Linked DNA regions of Mus musculus: region 1 is linked to region 2. Evidence: chromatin contacts called from public HiChIP or PLAC-seq data. All regions are on one chromosome and are shown on one strand. Each heading gives the region's core, a stretch centred on a gene start, on an enhancer-like site or on the middle of the called end of the contact. The rest is flanking DNA. Distances are from core to core; before and after follow the strand shown. Region 1 overlaps Mef2c (myocyte enhancer factor 2C). Region 2 has its middle 170 kb from the start of Gm33073.

Region 1 (6,818 bases), core at 1,338-3,837, 640 kb after region 2:
TAGTAGATGAAGGTGCAGAGGAGCAGCCTGTAACCACGGTAGAGACTGTACTTACAAGAGAAGTGAGCTATTTTCTTCTACTTCTATCATGTTTAATATCCCAAATAGATTTTTAAAATTGGTTGAGTGCATATTACTTTTAGTTTCAGAAGGTATCACGTACATTTAAGAGGCATTTAACTATTATAAGTTATTTTGTTGACTTGAAAAATGTCAATAATGAATTGTATATTTTAAAATAAATTGTATTAGTGTGATAAAAAAGAAAGAAAGAAGAAAAGAAAGAGAGAAAGAAAGGAAGAAAGGAAGAAAGGGAGAAAGAGAGAAAGAAAGAAAGAAAGAAAGAAAGAAAGAAAGAAAGAGAGAGAGAGAGAGAAAGAGAGAGAAAGAGAGAGAAAGAAAGAAAGAAAGAAAGAAAGAAAGAAAGAAAGAAAGAAAGAAAGAAAGAAAGAAAGAAAGAAAGGAAGGAAGGAAGGAAGGAAGGAAGGAAGGAAGAAAGAAAGAAAGAAAGAAAGAAAGAAAGAAAGAAAGAAAGAAAGAAAGAAAGAAAGAAGGAAAGCAGCCAATCAGACCTGAAGAGCCCATACAAGTGTGTTTAAAATGTCACAGGATAGAATTCTCTTAAAATGTAAAGCATTACCAGGTTTTGCAAAGGCCACTCTTAAACCTTGACAAACTAAATGATGGACACTGGCTTCCCCTGTCCTTACGTAATCCAATTATCAGAAATCCACAGAAACAACTTTTAAAGCCCAAACTCTTCAATGGACACTCCCTTGTCTGTGATACAATCTCCTATTTATTATCCACCCTCAAAATACCATGCAAAGCACACGGTTTAAATTTTTGTTTAGAAATTGTGTATGTTGACTTAGGGTAAGAGGCTGATAGAGTTCTATTCTCTGAGGCCCTCATTTTAACAAGTGTATTGTGTTGAGAAAGTTAGGGAGCACTGCTTGCACATCCTGTGGAAATGCTCCTGTATTTCACTGAAACATGGCTCAGTTTGCTGGAGGCTAAGGAGGACAATGGTTTCCTTTGCAGCAGAACACACTGCTGTCTCTTGGTCGCAAGTTGTGCTGGAGGGTTACAAGCACATGGTAGCAGTCTGCTTAAAAGAGCCCCTCACTGCTCTTTAAAGAGCCTTTCATTTAGGATGGCAAGCCCCTTCATTGTATAAAGGAGCGCTTGTCTAGAACACCACTCTGTAGTGGCACGGCCTCCTCCCACTGAGAGTAATCATCAGGCCTAGCGCTCATAGCCTTTCTAATGACAGACTGAATTATACAAAAGAAAACTGAAGAGGAATACTCAGAACAGTTGTGCCATTGCTTACTGACAGGAACAAGGGAGGCATCCTGGAGCATTTAGAAGGCCATTTCCCTTTTTACAATTAGAGATTGTTGTTACAGACTCTTGACTCTATCCCTAACCCTTTAAACACATGGGAAGACCTAGTGGCTCATGGATTATTACAGAGCACATTGTCTCCAGGAGCTGCTCCTCCTGTCACTCCTTACTCCCTCATCTGCCTCAACTTAGAAAACTGGAGATCATCTTGGTGACCGAGGGGTAATAACGAGACTGAGGTTTTAAATACTTTCAAATAAAGAAGTTATGTTTGTAATTCTAGGTGTGACAGAATGGAAGAACATTGAAAACAGAGTTAGTTGGGTGTATTAGTTCCAACATATTTTAAAACAAATGACAATTACTTTATGGATTAAAATTATGGCTTTAGGATCCAGTCACTCAGGGGTAGATTGCTTAACCATCTACAGAAACCTGGTTTTATGCCAGTTCTGGGAAAATAGAAGACAAGAATAAAGAGACAGAAAAAGAAAGACACAGAGATGGGTAAGGGAGAGGGAGAGAGAGAGAGGGAGAGGGAGGCAGGGAGAAAGAAAAAGAATAGGAAAGAGGGAGGGAGAGAAAGAGTGGTAGAGAGGGAGATAGAGGGAGGGGAAGGGAGAGAAGGAGAGAAAAGGGAGGAAGAGAGGGGAGGGAGGAAGAGAGAAAAGGAGAGGAAGAGAGAAAATGAGGAGAAGGCAGGAGGAGGGAAAATAGAATGGGAGAGGGTGGATGGGTTAAGAATCACACCCCTCTATTCATTGAATACAAAACCATTTCTTTAGAATTAGGCCTCAAATACTGTGGTTTCAGACTCTAAACAAAATTAACGAGGCTTCTCTTAAAGGTAGTCTGAAATCTTCAAGGGTTTGGTCTTCGTGTTCTTAGTGGTGTAGTAGCTACTGTTTGGAAGGCTCGTCACCTTAATTTCTTTAGATTTTTTTCCAGTAGGGTACAGGGATTCCCATTGTTAATACAGAGGTAGGTTCTTCAGGGGTGGCTAGGAATGTAAAGAATATGGAGCAAGGGTATTGAGGAAAACGGATTCCAAAATACCCTTTTGTGACCCAGTAAGCCAAACTAATTTCCCTTCCTCCAAAGCAACTACACAGAAAATCCTGTGCTGGGGTTTTAAAATGTGCTGTTGGAACTGCCTGTGTAGCAATGTCTGTGTGGAAATCGGAGTTCCATTCTTTTTATTCTCGCTGTGAGCAGACCTGTGTCTGCTGCCAGCCAAAGTACTTCCCATTTTGGGAAACTGAAACATCTATAAATACAGAAATAATCCGTGACTACTCATGCCTGTGTGTGGTTCTCACCAGCTTTCGTGGGAATGGCTTGAGTGTCTGTCTAAGGGTAGCCGGGGCTACAGAACCACACAAAAGCATCCCTGGTTTGTTGGTGGAAATAGAAACCACTGGCTCTCAAATGAATCTTGGTAGCATTATTTTATTTTCTTTAACCCTAAAAGCTACCTTTACCTGAATTAATGCTCTCCCTTAGGGTGCTGTTCTCGGGAAAAGGGTCAGGTGGCTACAAAAGCAAACAAAAAAAGTCAATGTACACCTCAGCTAACACTGGCCTGTACCTGAGCCATGGAAGCGTCTGCTCAGGGCTTAGTAACTTACAAGAAGGAAAGCATGCTGACTAGAGAAACATGCATTGTGTGTGGAAAAGATATATTTCTGGCTCATCTAGGGACTAGTTGTATAGCTTTACATAAGGCCATTTACCTCTGTATATATAGTATTCATTTGAAAAGGGGGGATGACAGGCTAACAACTACAGTCTTTGGAGATACAATTGAGTGTTGTAAAACAGCTTAGTAGAAAGTCTTTGACCATCCTAAAGAACATACCAGAGCCAGTGTTCCTGCCTAAGACAATTACAATATGCTTTAATGTTAAATACAAACTCAAACAGGTTATGACACCACTAAGTTTTTCTCTTCAGCTCAACTTCATGGGATGTATATTTTTACTATCAGTCAAAATGACAAAAGCATAGAACACCTATGTGAACATGTCTCCGGTTGATGGTAGCTTTCTTTTAACTTAGTCTTAACATACACAAGAGTTTATTTTGAAACTTCCACTCTATAGAGCATGCACAATTTCTCCATTCATCTGTCCATTCATGCAATAAATATTTAGTCAGTTATTATTTTTGGACTTTAAATTAAAATGATGAATAGAAGAGGGTTCCAGCTTTCAAGGAAAGCTGTGATGCAGTTGAGACCCTTTAAAAAACATATGTGGGTAGTGTTAACACAAGTGAATGGGTCCTAACCACAAAAATCACAATGACGTTTTACTTCTCGGTATATGCAATTTATAAGTGATAATTGTGATAAATTGATGAAATTGATTTACTAAATCCTAAGATATTATTACATAGTGTAAAATTGTAAGAGAGGGTACGTGCTTTGAACTTTATTACTAATTATTCATATTCTTTGCTACCTAAAAGTCAATACCATCTAGCCATAGATGTTGAAGGTGTAAAAGCTATAGAAAGAGCTGTAGGGCAAGTTCCTTGTTACCTTAGAAACATGTTCTGTTGACCCCAACATCCAGCTGTAGAGCAAGTTCCAAAATAAAGGCAGTAAGATGCGCTCCACTATTCTCTCTTGCTATCAGGTTTTCTTTTCCTTGAGTGGATGATATTCATTATACACTAGAATACATTCTAGAGTAAGACATAATACACACATCTCATCATGTGCATGAAGCTTCAGACCTGGGAAAATGACTACTGTATGACTGTTAACATTCTGAGTATGGAAGGTTAAAAGCAGCAAATTCCTTCTTCAATGGCTCCCCCTAGAATTATTCTCAGACCCCTCGTCAGTTTCTCTGTCATCTTATCAATGGTCTAATTCTGTCTACATCTTTCTACAATATAACTTATGACACCTGACATCATCACCAAAGATTACCCCGACTAACAGAAGGAGCTGTAAAGATAATTTATTCCCACTGTAGAACATCTTAAACTTAGATCCTTTCCCCCAAACCATCTACCATATTTTTTAGGTTTAGAAAGTTTGTTTTAAAAAATATTGTGAGTGCAAATTTCAAAATCGCCTGTTTGATCAGCTCATTCATGACTCAACTTCTTAATGTTGACAGAAGCTAAGACTCTGACACTTCTTCTTAGCTCTGCTCTCCATATTCACGTTACATGCAGATCTAACTAGCATGCCTTGTGTTTTCACCTAAACCCATGTTAAAAGTGTTGCTTGGGAGCAGAAAGTGACTTCTACAGACTTTTTCCGCACTTAGCTGCCATTAATTAGTTCTTTTTTTCAGTGTGTTTCTTCAGCCAGTTACAGTCAACCATCCTCAAATGCACAAATAGATGTGTCTTAAAAGTCAGAACTTGGGGCTGGAGAAATAGCTCGGTGGTTAAGAGCACTAACTGTTCTTTCAGAGATCCTGAGTTCAATTCCCAGCAACCATGTGGTGGCTAACAACCATCTATAATGGGATCCAATGGCTTCTTTGGGTGTGTCTGAAGAGAGCTACAGTGTATCCATACACATTAAATAAGTAAATAAATAAATCTTTTTTTAAAAAAGGAGGAAACACATTTTTTTAAAAAGTCAGAACTCATCAGATGGTGCAAAGAATATTTGGCTGATAAACATAATCATCCCAAATGCTGAGACGCCTCAATGTATGGGGAGGTAGGCAGAAATGTGTGTTTGTATGTATATGTGTAATGTGTGTGTGTGTGTGTGTGTGTGTGTGTGTGTGTGTGTGTGTGTGTGTGTGTGTGTATGTGTATGTGTATGTGTATGTATATGTATGCATGCAGAGGCTCTTTTTTTGTCTTCTTCTGTCCCTCTTCACCTCATTTTCTTAAGACAGGATCTCTCACTGAACCTGTAGCTCAGTGGTTAGTTAGGCTGTCTGGCCAGTAAGCTCTGGAGATCCACTTGACTGTACCCTCAACCTCTAGCCCTGGTCATAAATGAGCACCATATCTGCCTTGAAGTGGATGCTGGGGACCCAAACTTAGGTTCTTATGTTTGCACAGTGGGCAATTTATGGACTGAGTCATCTCCTTCCACCCCATCTTTCGATCTTCCTTTTTCTCTCTGTGCCTGCAACTATAAAAATAAACTTCTATCTTCACACTTCTCCGCCCCTCATGATGCATCATCCAGGCACAGATTCAAAAATACTTTCCATTGAACTTTTCTTGAAGTCTGGAGCATCTATACATATGTATCCTGTTCTGGACATTCTCTGCTTTCCATAGGGTAAATTTCAAAATATTATAATTGCTTTCTTTATATCCAGAATCTCTCATCTTTAAGAGGTTAAATTAACAAAAGGCAAGTAAAGAAAGTTTCTACTTTTTACAGAAAATTATAGTGAGGAAGTCAAAGTTTTTTAAATAGAGTATTCCTATTCTGCAATATATATTCAACAGCTAGTCATTATGTACTCACAAGTTTGTTGTGTGAAGGCTGCTCTGGGATCTTACAGAATTAAAAAGCAGCAAGAAAGACAGATTCTAAGCAATCAACTCTGTGATATAAGAATACTTTAGGAAATAAAGGCTTATACAAGTTATTAGAAGAAACAGTTTGTGGTGATACACACCTGTAACCCTAGCAATTGAGAGGCTGAAAAGAGGGCCCAGTGCCAACATGGGATACATAGAGACCATGTCTCATCCATCAGTCAATGAAACAATACTGAAAGCTAAGATGAGGAGGGACTGTCTTCTGAGTACCCCCATGAAAACATCTTGGAAGTTATGTTTTAAACTAAGCCTTGCCTGCTGAGAGGCTGCTAATGGCCACAAAGAAAGGGAAAGGTCATAGCATCACAAACAATTCTGACCAACTACAATCTAAGAATTAATTCCAGGAAAGTAAGCTTTAGTTCATAATCACTTCAATTGATTTATCATCATTTTTATTTTTCAGTCTTTTTCAGTTTTGATCTGAAAACAAAAGCTAAAGTACAACAATTAGATAATAATGCCACTCCAAATCATCAGGCACGATGGGAGAAAGAGATGTATTGATCCAATCCTGGCTGTTGTGCTTAAGAAAGAAGGTTCTGTTAAGCATTAAGGCATTGGATAATGTTCTTCTCCAGCCACAGTGATATAACATGAGCTAAAGAAATAGTATTTTATGTAATAGAAGCTATAGCATCCAGCACAAGTGAGTTACATGGAAAAGATTTAAAAATACTCAGTAGATGTTGCACCTCGTAACATTGGTTGTGTAGAAAGTCTTCAGGAAAAACTGTCTCTCACAAGATTTTCATTAATTCCTTTACAATTGGATTATACAAAGCTGTATTCAACAAATATGACTCTTTTCAATTTCAGATTCCAACTTCAATTTCTCATCTCTCCTTAATAGGGTTGTCATAAAATATGTGATGTATGTACATTTGCTAGTACTTAAAATTTAGGGTTATTATAAAACCTAATATTGAAAT
Region 2 (6,674 bases), core at 3,295-5,794:
AACTCATAATTCAGTGACAAGATAGAAACACTATGGGAAAAAAACAGATGGCTGAGTTAAAGAAAAGACATATCAATAGGTAGGGGGTTTTGTGAACATACTAAAAACACTAGTCATAAGGCTGTAAGACAAATGTATCTGGATGGACAGGGAAGAAATAGAAGATACTAAGTTTATCTCCAGCATTTTCTAGCAAATATAAGTCTATCAATAATTTAAGCTAATATAAAATTACTAATGGTTGTCAAATTTTTCTAGTGAATTCAGGTCATTGCAACCTTGCTATTTTCAGAACTTTTAAGTAATATTTACTTTTAAAATTATTTGTAATTTGAAAATAATAACTAATTTTACAAATGAAGTATTAAAAACCATAAATATAACAGCACAGAATTTATCAACATTGCAAGTAATCAAATAATGCAATTTAAAACAAGACTAAGTTAGACATTCACAGTCAGAGCATTTTGCAGGCGGAGATCTCAGTGCTGCTATGGAAGGGTGACAATGCTGCATTTGAACAATACTGGGTGGGGCATGTAAACCAACATAACCTTCTTGACAATCCATTTGGCAATAGCTATAAGAGTACAACTGTTAAGTTCACTTTGATCTAGTAATTCTATCCCTGGGAATACACCCTAAAGACAAAAGAAAGTGAAATATATAAGCACAAATAAATACAGTAGCTACTTATTTATGTATTTGTGCATGTAGTATTTACAGAGTTTTTAGGTTTTATATGTATAACACTATATTAACCACTGAGTATGTAACAAGTAAATATGCATGTATGTGTGTGTTTATGAGAGATTGAGAGAGACAGGCAGAGAGGCAAATAGAGAAGGAGAGGCATACAGAAAGGCAGACAGAGACAGAGATATAGGAGATGATAAGCATATCTATAAAATATACTAATTATAATGATTACTATGTAAATTTAATTACATGGTAGGTTTTGATTCGTGTACATTGTTATATAATAAACTATCCTATTTATTTAGCAAACAAAGGTGTTATATTTAGAAGACGTTTCCTGACTTATATGTATTATCTCATTTAAACACAAGAAATGTTATCTTATTTTTCCATTGTAACAAAATATGCACTTTATAAGAGTATAGCTATTACAAAGTAGTTGATAACAGAACAAAGATTGTCAAAATCTAAATAAAAGATGAGAAAGAATGAAAATACTCATGGCATTTTTATGATTTTTATGGTGTTTTTTTTTTATTCTATGTTTTTAGGTAACTGTCTTCAGTTAACGTGATCCTGAACTATTCTCCTGTCATCTTGCTTTATCAGGACAATATTTTTCTTTAAAATCTCTTCCCCTCTGAGATTCTAAGTACTACCTGGTTATAAATACTCTGGAAAGTGGCAGCAAGCTATTTGTTGCTGCACTCTTGGCCATTAGCAGGAATATGGAGTGGGAAGAACAGCGGGGCTGCAGGTGACTCCCAATTCCTCCTTAAATACAGATAGATTCAATCCTGTTGATAACTGCAGTGCTCGACACAGAATCCACTGATACCATCAAACCTCCTGCTACAACTTCACATGACAACAGGCTGAGAAGCAATGACCCCCCCATGCAGTTCCACACATGCTGACATTCTCGACTCGTTATTTACTTAACCTCCAGATTGACTAGTCACTGTCACTAGAAACTCCACACCTTTTCTTGAATCCCTAGTTCTTTTCATGATTTTATAATAAATTTAAATTTATTAGGAAATTATTTCCAAACTTCGTCATATACTTAATTAAATCTTGATTAGTAAAATGACGAGGGATGGACTGGGGCTGCACTGCCACAGATACCATAAATATTTGGTCTTCACTTTGACACTGCAGACACAAGAAGAGGAAGGAGAATGAGGAGGAACAGGAAGAGAAGGAGAAGGAAGAGTGGGTGAAGGATGAGGAGGGGCTGAGAAGTAAAAGAGGAACAAAAGGAAGAGGAAGAGAAGGGGCGGGAGAAGGAGAGTAGGAAAAGAAGACAGAGAAGACTAGGTAATTGGAGGAGGCAGAGTAGAGGGCGGTGAGGAATGAACAAAGAAAATCACTCGTAAGACAAAAAGCAAACCACAAATATTACAGGGAACCCTCAAAACATGGCAGCCCAGGTTATATATTTCCAGAATTATCAATCTTCCATTTGCCTGTGTGATAAATAAACAAGGTAGATAAATAACTCTCTGTCTAAACTGAGTGCTGGAAACACCAAATGACTTCTCCTAGCTTCCCATGTCAAAATATAATGAGAGCTAAAGTGATGAAAGTAGTTCTGGGATTTTTAGCACATTTTAGGTCAAGGGCAGTGACACCGTAATTACATCTTCAAAGTCAGAACTTACCTAAGAGTAATTTGGAATTCAGAAAACTACTATAAAAATAACCTTTTTTCAGGAAATTTGGCACAAAAATTCAATCATATAATTCTTTATTTTATGTAATATATTCTGATTGTGGTTTGCCCTTTCCCTGTTCTTGCTACTCCCTATCCATCTCTCTCCCATCCGAATCCACACCCCTTCTGTCTCTCATTAGAAAACAAACACACATCTAAGAAATAATAATAAAATAAAGTGAGATAAAACCAAAAAATGAGAATACAACAAAACAAACAGAAGAAAAAGAGCTAATTATAAAGTTCAAATAACACATAAAAATTCAGAAACAAATATACTTGCACACAAGGAATTCCATTAAAACTCAAGAACCTGTGAGATTAAAAGAAAAATTGAAAAATTTCCTCACATTATGACTCAAAGAACATCCTTAGATGCCATTTGTTCTCTTTTGGTAAGCCACCTCCTTATGAGCATAGGACCTACCCAAAAATGTGGTTTGTTTCACCAGTGACACTTTCTTTAGGGAAAAAAAAACTATCTGTTTGAGATAGGTTTTGGGTTAGGGTTGGGGACATGGGTCAGTGTCTCCTGTTATCTCTAGGACCCCATTTGATGCAGACCCTCATTACTGATCCCATGCATGCTACCATACAGTCTCTGGGAGTTCATATGTCTGCCATCCTTATGTTTAGAAGGCCTTTAATCCTTGGTGTCCTTTATTTTCTTTGGCTCTTACACTCTTTCTGCCTCCTCCAAAGTACAGACAGATTCAAGAACGCAACTATAACATTTTGTTGAGATCACAGATAGTTTATATGGTATGTTTCACAGATCCATTCCGTTAGACAAGAGAGATGAGGAGGCAGGGAGAAAAAAAATATTAGCTTGTTTCTGACATCTCTGCTACAATTTATCTATGGATGTTAAGGTTGTTGGACTACAGTCATTGCCTTGAATTGGTTTACAGTAGAGTGATCTGTTTTAAGAATATGTCTCATGATGTAACCATTAGCGGTATCTTAAGAAATCCAAAATGTTGCTAAGACACTATTAAAGAAAACACTGATAAATTATCTTAAATAAAAGAGGACCTGTCTAAAAGGAAAATACCATGCATGCCTCAGATTTCTTTGAGTAAAAATCAGACCAAGGATGTTAACTAGGACAGGGATGCCTTGTGAACTCACTGTTGATACAGATGCCAATGCTTTCATACTATACTCCACATACTACCGTAGTCAGTGCTCTATACTCTAAGGAACCTATAGCCCCACGTTGCTACTGAAGCCTTCAAAAAGCTTGGGTTTTCAAGCCCTTGAGATTACTTGTATATATAAGTGATCAATATACATGGTTACCAAAACTTTATTTAAGCCAAGTTCAGAGTATGACAAGGGTTACTAAGAGAAGTCCATTGTTAGTGTGTATAGGAGAGTATTGACCATGGATATTGTGGATACAACTGGACTTATGGCAACTTGTACAGTAATAAAATGGGCTCTGACCTTCTCATGATCATGATCTTTATGATCTTCATATGGGAAATACTGAACCACCTGTCAGCATGTCTTGAAAGTTGTAAAAACTCGATAATTGTTTGTTGAATACATTATTTGATGGGTTTCCAATTTCTGTGTGCGGCATTGTTAGGGAAGAATCCCTTGATTTTCTTTTGTTCTAGGGTAACAATTTTAGTGTCTTATTTACTATCAAAATCTGTGGCATGCAAAGATGTTTACACATAAAACCACCCTGACAGTTTTACATAGAGTAACTGTAAATGCATAAAATATTATTAGATTTTTTAAAGAGGAGAGAATCTTATAATAGTTCACATGTAGCAATGATTTTTGAATAGTTTACCGCAGTAACAAGGGCAAACAACTTCATCTCAAAAGTTCACACAGTTTATTTAAGATAGTTGGTAGCTCTGACATTTTCTCATAATTTTATAAACAGTATTGTTTACAACCAGCAGCATATGACCTGACTGAGGTAAAAGAGAACAAAGTAGAAAGAGAAAGGGGAGCTAATGCAGAATAAAGCTGAAAAATACAGACTAGAGAAAGGTCCTTTATGTCGCTGAGATAAATTGTCACACCCGTTTATGTTCTACATCATGGGCTTTTAACACGTTCACAACTTGCATGTGTCATATGGGCATGAGCTGTTCCTCATCCACCCACGCAGACTTCCTTCCTAATAGCAAGTTGTTTCAAAATATCTTGTCAGCAAGCCTGGGCTGCTGCTGGAATACACTTGATTCTGAAACCCTTTGTACTTTGTGAAGGAAAGAAATACTCCGTTTCACTCCCAGCATCAGAACATAAATAAGCATCATGTGTCATTTCAGCAATTATGCGTATTTGACTTAAAGCTATGTAAAACACAAAAGCTATTTTTCCTGATATTTAAAATTTAAATGCTGTATACATATAAAATATTTTATAAAATACAATAACTATGCTTTTGGTTTTCTGGATTTTATTAAAGAACCTTTTCCTTTAATTTTTTTTGTTCTAGTTAAGCAAATCTTTTAAAATTGTTATACATTTAACATATCTTAGAGAGAAATCTCAGTGTAGTCGATGTGTAACCGCTCAGCACACAGGTTAAGAGATTAAGTAAAGATAAATTAACCACACCCAACCTCAGAATTTTTCATTTTTTTCAAAAAGAATGATAATAAATCCTAATAAAGATGTTTGAGAAGACTTGTGTTAAACATTGCTTAGACCTCAGTGAACCTTATAACTCTAAAACTTCTGGTATGGAGCGAACATCCCTCTTTGGTCTGATCTTGTTGCTTGACTCCAATAATTTGTTCAGAAACATGAACATACAAAATAAAACCCTAGAAACAGAGGTCTGACGGTTGCCCATGTCTCACAGTTGCTGCACCTGAACAGGAGCTCTAGTACAGGAATATCAACTAGCTAGAAACGACAGTCACATCTATGCTGCTTCCTGAGTGTGTCCGGTTCACTATGGGCTGGTAACCAAGTATATGAACCTTCTTGTCATGTGTGGCAAATATTGCTTCACTGAAGAAATGCAATTACCTCTTGACATTACAATATTCTCAGCCTTTGTTCTGCAATAATACCTGAGCATGGGGTAAGAGGTGTTATATAGATGTCCCATGGGAACTGAGCATTTCACAGACTGTATTATCTGCATGTTGACCAGTGGGGCTCTCTAAATTAATTGGCATCTACTGTAAAAAGAAGCTTCTATAATAAATGTTGAGAGATTAACTAATTTTCGGGTGCAAAGATGAAAGCAGAGAAATGTTTGTTACAATTTTATTTAGAAAATTAATAGCATCAGGTTCTCCCTAAGAGCTTACGACCTAGCCATCCAACAGTTTTGTCCAAATCAATGGGACTAGGCATGAGTTCCACTAGAGTTACTTGATGTCAAATGACTTTTTGTCTTCTGTGGAATGAGATGCACACTACATTTTTTTAAATGAGATAGTTCCTTCATTTGCATTTCAAATGCTATCCCAAAAGTCCCCTATACATTCCCCCTATCCTGCTCTTCAACCCACCCACTCCAGCAGCCTGGCCGTGGCATTCCCCTGTACTGGGGCATATAATCTTCAAAGACCAAGGGCCTCTCCTCCCAATGATGGCCGAGTAGGCAATCTTCTGCTACATATGCAGCTAGAGTCACGAGCTCTGGAGGTAGTGGTTAGTTCATATTGTTGTTCCTCCTATAGGGTTGCAGACACCTTCATCTCCTTGGGAACTTTCTCTAGCTCCTCCATTGGAGGCCCTGTGTTCCATCTTGTAGAGAAGATTTTGAATTCAATCAGAAAGTGGTTAATGACTCCCATAACACTTCTGACACTATTGTACAAGCTAACAAATCTGGCCACACCAGTTGTCATTGTAGTTCAAAGGACACACAACATGCATAGAACATTCTAGAATAATGACAGCTGGCCAAAGTAAAATGAAAAATTTCAGGTGGATCCCACCTTGATTTCTCCATACTGTTACTGAGTCTTACCATAAACTTCTGGGAGGTCAGCTAATGGCAATCTCTAATAATGGTGGAGGTTCTATGAGATCTTACTGTCAGCCTGGAAAGAAGCAACCCAAACATGGAACTGAGCTTTTAATGTGATTGTCTACACACAATATCTAGAAGTATTGCCCACTCATACAGGGTCATGCCATTTAAATTTTATTAATACAAGACATATACATATGCAATTCTGTGTCTGGGTTATTCCACTGAAAATTATTATTTCAATCCTCATACTTTTATCTAAAAATTTAATAATTTTGGCTTTCTCTAGAGCTG

What was found. HiChIP or PLAC-seq counts read pairs in DNA pulled down with a chosen protein or histone mark.
Region 1: an H3K27ac HiChIP or PLAC-seq map of microglia shows a contact between it and region 2, with 4 times the contacts expected there. The contact joins two enhancer-like sites. A contact is called at or near these places in 1 of 484 Hi-C or Micro-C datasets (cerebral cortex), 3 of 115 datasets of contacts at active chromatin or transcription factors (acute myeloid leukemia, bone marrow-derived macrophages and microglia) and 1 of 9 other capture datasets (macrophages).

What each region holds. Positions count from the first base shown.
Region 1 is chr13:83,582,939-83,589,756 of GRCm38.p6, forward strand. The region is part of intron 2 of Mef2c (myocyte enhancer factor 2C); the gene reads left to right. Among named protein-coding and RNA genes, the nearest start is that of Gm52043, 39 kb to the right of the region's middle. Within about 2 kb of position 2,588, at least 31 of the 459 cell types and tissues checked have an H3K27ac peak or open chromatin away from gene starts, as enhancers often do. A contact at or near this core is called in acute myeloid leukemia, bone marrow-derived macrophages and microglia, where this site is marked.
Region 2 is chr13:82,945,212-82,951,885 of GRCm38.p6, forward strand. No RefSeq gene overlaps it. Among named protein-coding and RNA genes, the nearest start is that of Gm33073, 170 kb to the right of the region's middle. Within about 2 kb of position 4,545, at least 28 of the 459 cell types and tissues checked have an H3K27ac peak or open chromatin away from gene starts, as enhancers often do. A contact at or near this core is called in acute myeloid leukemia, bone marrow-derived macrophages and microglia, where this site is marked.